2 separate regions of the Ovis aries genome follow, and region 1 is linked to region 2. A link is a contact called in public Hi-C data. All regions are on one chromosome and are shown on one strand. The core of a region is the stretch at or near the end of the contact, and the rest is flanking DNA. Distances in the headings are between cores, read along the strand shown.

Evidence for each region. A called contact is a pair of places that touch in the nucleus more often than the background predicts.
Region 1: a Hi-C map of liver shows a contact between it and region 2, with 2.9 times the contacts expected there. The contact joins the enhancer-like site here to the promoter of EIF3D in region 2. A contact is called at or near these places in 3 of 16 Hi-C or Micro-C datasets (liver and tail adipose tissue).

What each region holds. Positions count from the first base shown.
Region 1 is chr3:180,880,780-180,885,145 of ARS-UI_Ramb_v3.0, forward strand. No RefSeq gene overlaps it. Among named protein-coding and RNA genes, the nearest start is that of NCF4, 9.6 kb to the right of the region's middle. Within about 2 kb of position 1,497, at least 3 of the 54 cell types and tissues checked have an H3K27ac peak or open chromatin away from gene starts, as enhancers often do. A contact at or near this core is called in liver, where this site is marked.
Region 2 is chr3:180,582,153-180,586,406 of ARS-UI_Ramb_v3.0, forward strand. It overlaps EIF3D (eukaryotic translation initiation factor 3 subunit D), which reads right to left and starts at 2,980. Exons shown (of 14, transcript XM_060413198.1): 1 at 2,855-2,980; 2 at 211-343. The coding sequence starts at 333.

The DNA.
Region 1 (4,366 bases), core at 247-2,746, 300 kb after region 2:
AAGCTTGGAGAAGGGTCCTCAGGGAGCTGGGACTCAGAACTCCAGACCTCTGAGGAGGGAGTGGGGAACCTCATCCTGGGAATGTGGAAAGAACTAGAAACTAGAGTCAGTGGTTACTGGGACCAACTGTGGCTTCCAGGGCAGCAAGGCTGCTGGGTACAGGGAAGACGTATGAAGGAGCGAATGCCTTCCTCCTCTCTCTCTGTAGCCCCTGTTCGCAGAAGCTATTGGGAATCAGCTGGCAAAGCAGAAAAGTGGTTTGGAGACCCAACCCCAGCTCCAGGAAGCTGGGCATAAAAGGGTAGATTTGTTTGTTTTGTTTTTTGCCTGTGCCCCATGCGGGATCTTTGTTCCCTGACCAGGGGTCAAACCTGTGCCCCCTGCATTGGAAGTGTGGAGTGTTAACCTCTGGACCACCAGGGAAGTCCTCAGAAAGGTAAGTGTAGAGCTGAGAGGAGATAATAAGTAACCCAGAGTCTATAGCTGCACTTAGACCCCTGGTCTTTACAGATGGAGCCCCTCTCCCTGAGCCAGTGTGGACCTGGAACCTCGAACATCTGCCTCTTAATACACTGGCTGCCAGGGATGCAAAATGGTGCAACCACTTTGGAGATTTTCTTACAAAGTTAAATATGCAAGTATTAAACGGCCGAGCATCTCTTAAATATTTACCCAAGAGAAGTGAAAACTCATGTCCACACAAGCACTTGTGCTTGAATGTTTGCAGCAACTTTGTTTTAATAACCCCAGACTTGGAAACAGCCCCAATGCCCATCAACTTGTGAATAGATGCCAAATTATGGTATGTTCCTACTATAGACTGCTACTTAGTGATAAGAAGAAGAATTACTGATGTATACACATCAACACTGATGAATTATACCCTGTGAAAGGCACAGAAGACCGCATACTCTGTAATTAATTCCATTCATATGAAATTTGAGAAATGGCAAAGTGGAATGATAGCACACAGATCAGTGGTTGCCAGGGCCTGGGGCGGGGAAGGGAGGAGATTGATGGCAAAGGGGCATGATCTTTTGGGAGTTTTTCAGGGATAATGGAAATCTCCTGTATTGTGATGCAGTGGCTACATAATTGTCAAAACTCGTTGAATTATACACTCGAACTTGGTGAGTGTTTTGTTTGTTTGGTTGTGCTGGGTCTTCGCTGCAGCTCGAGGGCTCTCTAGTTGAAGCATATAGGTTTAGTTACTGCTCGGCATGTGTGATCTTAGTTTCCTGACCAGGGATCAAACCCGAGTCCCCTGCATTATAAGGCAGATTCTTAACTACTGGACCACCAGGCAAGTCCCTAAGTTGGTGAGTTTTATCATATGTAAATTATACCTCAATAAAGCCAATTCTTAAAACGCTGTTAGAATGGGGCACATAGTCTATTTACTTCTAATACCACCTCCTGGGAGCCTCCGTTTGAGCAGCAGACAAAGGGATCTTTTTTAAACATTAATCAGATTACATCACTCTTTATTTAAACACTCTCATAAATTCTCTTTCCTCTTTGAATGAAGTCCAGAGGATTACTGGGGCATACAAGTCCCTATGCCTTGCTCACCGACACCGACACTACGGGGGACTGGAGCAGTAGGACAAATGGAAGCCCGTGTGCTGTGTGCTTAAATTCTTATGACTGCTAATAAGACAGTTCTGTTCTTCTGCCTTGAAATTCTTACGACTGCAGAGCGAGCCAACAAGCTGCTAATAAGACAGTTCTGTTCTTCTGCCTTGACCAGTAGACCTTCATGGGGAGCTGGAAGGCCAGGTGCACAGCTAGATTCTTAAAGTCCTTGCAGTTCTGCGGCAGAGGTGATGGCAGGGAAGGCAGACCCTAAGCCACAGTTTGCCCCACCCCCTCGAGCTTTCCATCCAGGCTCCAGCTGACACTGAAGATACCTGCCAGGCCCCTGGAGACATCTGTGTTTGAAATCCCCTGGAGGCTGAAGACAGCATTGGATATAGAATCGGGGAAGCTGGATTCCTAACATGTATCTCCTGATTTCCCCCGACCTGCGCTCTGCTCTGAATGCCTGAGTGTATGTGTGGGCATGCGTGCATGTGTGTGTGTGTCTCCGTGTGTGCACGGGTGCGCCTATCTGTGTGTTCACTTGTGTGTGGGTGCATGTGCATGTGTGTGCTCGTGTGTATGCACACACGTGTACTTCAACAGTAGTGTGAATTCCAGGAAGGCAACTGCTGTGCCGGATTCATCTCTGTATCCTTTCCACCTGTACAGAAGAGATGCTAAATGCTTGTGAAGTGAATATACAAATGAATTAGCCAGTCCAGCACATTTACTGACAGTGTGAGTTTGAAATCAGCCAGATTTAAGGTCAAAATCTTACTTCATCACTCATCCACTAAGTCACTTTGGTTCAGTCTCCTAATCCCATAGAGCCTCAGTTTCCTTACCTCAAGAGCAGGGGGAAAATAATGACATATTATTGGGGTTGGAATGAGGATTAAGTAACAATAATCAGAGCCAACATGTATTGAGCTGGACTTTGAGCCAAACACTGTAGTTAGGGCATTGAAAGTGCTAACTCACATATTTTTGCAATTTTGTGGTGGAGGGTTGGTTAAACAGTAAACTCTGAGTATCTTAGCCATTATCATATTTGTGATCAAAGGAGAGGAGATTCCGGATCCTTAAGCCTCAGGGGCTTCTTCTTACGAATTCTGCTCAGATTCTGGCTGATGAGGCTTCTGGAGATTTGGCTGTGGAGTTCAGCAAGCAGCGCTTTGCCAAGCTGCTGCTGCTGCTGCTGCTAAGTCGCTTCAGTCTTGTCCGACTCTGTGTGACTCCATAGACAGTCTCCTACCAGGTTCATCTGTCCCTGGGATTCTCCAGGCAAGAACACTGGAGTGGATTGCCATTTCCTTCTCCAATGCATGAAAGTGAAAAGTGAAAGTGAAGTTGCTCAGCCATGTCCGACTCTTAGCGACCTCATGGATTGCAGCCTACCAGGCTCCTCCGTCCATGGGATTTTCCAGGCAAGAGTACTGGAGTGGGGTGCCATTGCCTTCTCCGGCTTTGCCAAGCTAGCTCTCACTATTTGACCCTCTTGTTAGACCGGTCCTTTCGCTTGCGACTTAGGATATTTCCTCTTCCAGGTGGCGCTACAGAGTGGGAACTGGGTTTCTAGGTCGCAGCGTCCCCTGGTGGTCAATTTCCATCAATGATTTTGATTAGGCACAGGGCGGTTTCCACAACTCAAGTGCAGTGACAGCGGATGACATATACGGGGGAAAAATAGAATTTGCTGTAATAAGTTTTAAGTCAGAGGAGAGTGAACTGTGCAGGGGGAGATAGACCAAGAAGGGATCAAGCCATATCAAGGAAATTATCATCAACATTAACATCAATGATGTCCATCAATTACTGTCCATCTTCCAGGCATTATACTGAGTACTTGGCAACCACCAACTTATTTAACCCATCTTGGACTGCAAGGAGATCCAACCAGTCTATTCTGAAGGAGATTTCTTTGGAAGGGATGATGCTAAAGCTGAAACTCCTGTACTTTGGCCACCTCATGTGAAGAGTTGACTCATTGGAAAAGACTCTGATGCTGGGAGGGATTGGGGGCAGGAGGAGAAGGGGACAACAGAGGATGAGAAGGCTGGATCGCATCACGGACTCAATGGACGTGAATCTGAGTGAACTCTGGGAGTTGGTGATGGACAGGGAGGCCTGGCGTGCTGCGATTCATGGGGTCGCAAAGAATCAGACATGACTGAGCGACTGAACTGAACTGAACTGAACAGAAGGTTTCAAGAGAACAATGGCTTTCATTGAAGCTGGGCACAGAGTAGGTGTCTGGGACATAGTAAGTGCTCACTACATTTTGAGAAATGAATAAGGCAATAATCCTATGAAACAGGTATAATCATCTCCATTTAGAAAAATGAACAAGGAAACATGATCAGAGAGGTTACATAACTCAGGTGTGTCAGAGCCAGGGCACCTAAGTTCCAGACTAAGCTCTGCTGCTTGCTGAGACATCACAGAGGAGTGCAGGGCCCTTCTGCCTTCAGGGAGCTTGCTGTCTAGTTGGCTTTATCCACACCCTCCTTGTCTTCAAATGTTGCTTCCTGGGGCCTGCCAGGTGGCTATTTATGGCTCAGGGAGGAGGTCAGTGAGGTTCCCCTCATAAATTACAAAGAGAGACACATGTGGGTCAGGATTGGGGAATTCAGTACATGAGGGATCCCCAGGAACCTTGCTCAGTCTAATCTGGGATTTTCCTTCTCTTCCTTAGGAGAGTCATTATTCCAGGCAGTGGACACTTGCTGACTTCCTGTAAGATGAACTCCAGGACCATCTTCCAGTCTTGCCCCAGCCCCTGACC
Region 2 (4,254 bases), core at 1,730-4,229:
CAGAAACCCCCTCCTCCCAAGTGAGGACACAGTGTCACAAAGTGTTAGAAAGACTGGCTCAGGATAGCTTCGTAAGAGCCCAGCTCTCCTATGACCACTGGAAGTAGCCAGAGCTTCTAACCATTATCCTTTTGAGAGAATAAAATTGAAATGAACTTGGAGCATCAGCTGCAGCTTTAAAAGATTCAGACCCCGCTGACAGGCAGGCACCTTTCCGAGCCGATCTCCTTTGCTGAACGGCTGGTAGGGCATATCCCGAAACTGCTCCGGAACTGCACAGGGACCCCAGCCTGAGGGGTTGTCCTGGATCACGGGTGTCATGAACTTTGCCATCTTTTAAAACCTTAAAAATACAAATAACAAAGTAACTCCATGAAGAAAAGCCTCTAAAAAACAAACAAACAAAAAAACCCGAAGTCTTCCATTTGAGGTAAGCTAATACAGGATAAAGTTAAAAAAGCAAAACACAGAACAGAACCCTCAACTGCTGAGCTACTCTCCACTTACCATCTTCTTGTGAATAAGACTGTGAATACTTAAAACTCAGACGACTGCTCACCAAATTTATGTATCATATCTCACCATTTGTTTTTTCCCACTGTACTATCTCTGACATGAACCTGCACCTTCTAACTGATGAGGTGTCATACCGTATCTGGCAACTTTTCTTTCTTAGTGTTACATGAAGATATTGTGCTTCTTGAATTCAGTGATGTCTTACAGACTTGATGAAATGTAATTAACTTTTTTTTGAGTTTAATAACCAGGTTCCAGTTTTCATTCACACCTTTACCAGACATACAATATTTAATTCCCCTAAACCTCAGTCTCTTTACCTGAAAAATAATAAGATCCTTGTTTTATTCCCATCAGAGGATCACTGTGAAAGCTGTATATATTAGTTAACATAAGCAGAAATAGTTCCATTGTAAAACGCCAGACACTTACTATTCTGTCTTACAAAAATACATTTACACACAGTGCCGAGAAAAAACAAGGGTCCATGAATGTATCCTGAAATGCAACCTTCCTTTGTTGTTCTTTCAATTTTCTGTTGTCAGTGTAAATTCTTATGCAGGGCATAGAAGTCAGGCAGAAAGCCCAGCAGAAGGTTGAGGAAGCCAGAAGCCTTATGTCATGAAAGTGGCCGAACACAGCCAATGTTCATAAACATTATGAGTACCAGGCATGTTGTTAGCGCTTTCCACACATTAATTCATTAACTCCTCAACAATCTCCTCCCGAGGTAGGGCCAGTATTAGCCCCACTTTCCAGAGAAGAAAACTGAGGCACAGAGATATCAAGAAATCGCCCAAAGTTGCAACACTAATGGATGAAAATCTGAACCCTGGGAAACTGGCTTCAGAGTCCACACTTTGTGTAAGGCCAGTACTCCGCTCAGGAAGAGTAAAAACCAGGGGCTCGACAGATATCTGCCAAACAATTCCTCCCCAAAACTCATGCATGCATTTATCATCCATTCTAATCCCCTGAAAATGCCCAGAAGCTGAGTTCCCAGGGGAAAATTCACCACACAAATATTTCCAGAGTCTGGGGAGCAATCAAAGAGCTGCTGCTGCTAAGTCACTTCAGTCATGTCTGACTCTGTGCGACCTCATAGATGGCAGCCCACCAGGCTCCCCTGTCCCTGAGATTCTCCAGGCAAGAACACTGGAGTGGGTTGCCATTTCTTTCTCCAGTGCATGAAAGTGAAAAGTGAAAGTGAAGTCGCTCAGTTGTATCAATCAAAGAGCAAAGAATACTAAATTTATGAAACTCTCTTCATTTTCCCATGATGGGGAGAGTTCCTAGAGGTGACACTTGCGTGATCCAAAAGGGCATGAACCTGGAAGCCCCATCCTCCTACCTAAACTTAAATTACACTACAGGAAGCGGACTGAGGGAGAGTGTGGTGGTCTCAAAACAATATACCCTTATATATTACCAGGGTCCTACAACATGTCAGATGCAACACCACTAAACCCCTAGGCCCCAATTTCAGATTAAAAAAAAAATACACAGTTCAGCCAAATCAAGCAGCTGATCTCATCATTTCAAGATAGACTTGGTTTCTAGGGTCCTCTGTCTTAAGTGTAACACTCTTCCCATTATTTTACAGCTGGACAGCAGCCTGAAAAGATCCTGGGTTTCAGATCATATCAATAACACAGTGAGATATCTCCAAACACACTTTAAAAGGGGCGGAAGGAAGTCGCTTGGTTTCAACGCGTAAACTAAAAAGTAGGCAGAGTACAATGTAACCAACAGGGGAAACTAAATCTTTCAGTTGAAACGGAGTGACAGCTGTACTGGCTACAGATAAAGGATGGGGCGGCATCAACAGGACAGTCATAGGGAGAACCTTGTGGCTGGCAGGTTACTGCAGATCGTTTGCCAATTCCTGGGCGGTTAATGTCAAATCAGAGATCAACCAACTACATCCTAGCCTTCCATTTCATAGGCAAGGAAAAGAAACATTTAGACGGTGAACTCCTCAGAGCAGGGCCGAACATCGCTCAGTTTGGCACACCCAATAGCCCTCTCGTAGAAGCTCAGGGAACCGTGGGGCACTTTAAAAGACCCTGAGACTCAGCGGGGTTAATGACATGTTCACATCAGAACACACTGTCGGTGGCCGCTAAGCGGACTCCACGGAAAGAGACCTCAACCACAGGCTCTGCCCCGCACTGGGTCGGACCTGGGGGGACCGAAGGCGGATTCCTGCCCCTCCCAGCGGAGGTACAGGGAAGCAGGAGGGGGCGTACGGAAGTCTCTTCCGGCAGGCCCCCGAAGGCCAGGCGCAGCTCAACTCTGCTCTGGAGATCCGCGGAAGCGTACGGAATACGCTGCTTACCTGTAACGGCCGTAACCGGCCCCGATGGTGAGAGATAGTCTAGGCCGAATACCGCGCCACCGCCTGAGCTACGGGGAACCGGGAAAGGAGGAAACATGCGCGCGCAGCGGCCGGCACCGTAAATACGACCGACGGTGTCGTAAACTGCTTCTTGGCTTCCTTCCGGTTCGACGGCGGAACACGCGAGTCGTAAAGCGAAGGCACATCCGGAAGTTCGTCCCTGTTCTCTTCGCGGTGTTCTTATTTAGCCTTCGAGGATGTTTACAGTTACGTCATGGGGCATCCGGCGACACTCCGAGAGTTTCAAGTTTCTTGAAACGTGGCGGCCTTGTAGTTGGAGTTGGAAGCGGCGACTGGCTGAAAGCCCCTCTATGTCCCACAATGCCTTGCGGGCCGCTCTGGCCCTCTGTATCCCACAACGACCCGCGGCTTCTGCCTTCTTTAAAAGATCGTGTTGTTTGAGTTTCACCGTTAGGGGGAGTTCGAGTCTTTCAGGCAGGTTTTTGCGGCTACTCGCTGAGCTTTGAGCGCTTTCGGAAACAGACCAGGAGGTGCAAAGTGACCTGAGTAGATCAGACTACTAGTGTCGGAGGTCGCTGCCAGTGTTCAAACCATACCTCCACAGTTCTCAGACTTTCTTGTTTGACAAAGATTCCTGGAGAGCTAATTTGAAAAATGAAGATTCCGGGTCCCCTTCCATAGACTGTTATACAAGCGTGGCTTAGCTGGAGCCCAGAAACCTGCATTTTAATTGGTGGTGATTCTGAAGTGGCGACTCAGGAACCACCTGGCTACGATGGCAACGGTGCTGTCTTTTTGGAAACTCAGCCTACGGAGTTTGTCCTGCAGCACGCCAGGCCTCCCTGTCCATCACCAACTCCCGGAGTTCACTCAAACTCACGTCCTTCAAGTAGGTGATGCCATCCAGCCATCTCATCCTCTGTCGTCCCCTTCTCCTCCTGCCCCCAATCCCTCCCCAGCATCAGAGTCTTTTCCAATGAGTCAACTTCGCATGAAGTGGCCAAAGTACTGGAGTTTCAGCTTTAGCATCATTCCTTCCAAAGAACACCCAGGACTGATCTCTTTCAGAATGGACTGGTTGGATCTCCTTACAGTCCAAGGGGCTCTCAAGAATCTTCTCCAACACCACAGTTCAAAAGCATCAGTTCTTCGATGCTCAGCTTTCTTCACAGTCCAACTCTCACATCCATACATGACCACTGGAAAACCATAGCCTTGACTAGGCGGACCTTTGTTGGCAAAGTAATGTCTCTGCTTTTGAATATGCTATCTAGGTTGGTCATAACTTCCTTTCCAAGGAGTAAGCGTCTTTTAATTTCATGGCTGCAGTCACCATCTGCAGTGATTTAGGAGCCCCCCAAAATAAAGTCTGACACTGT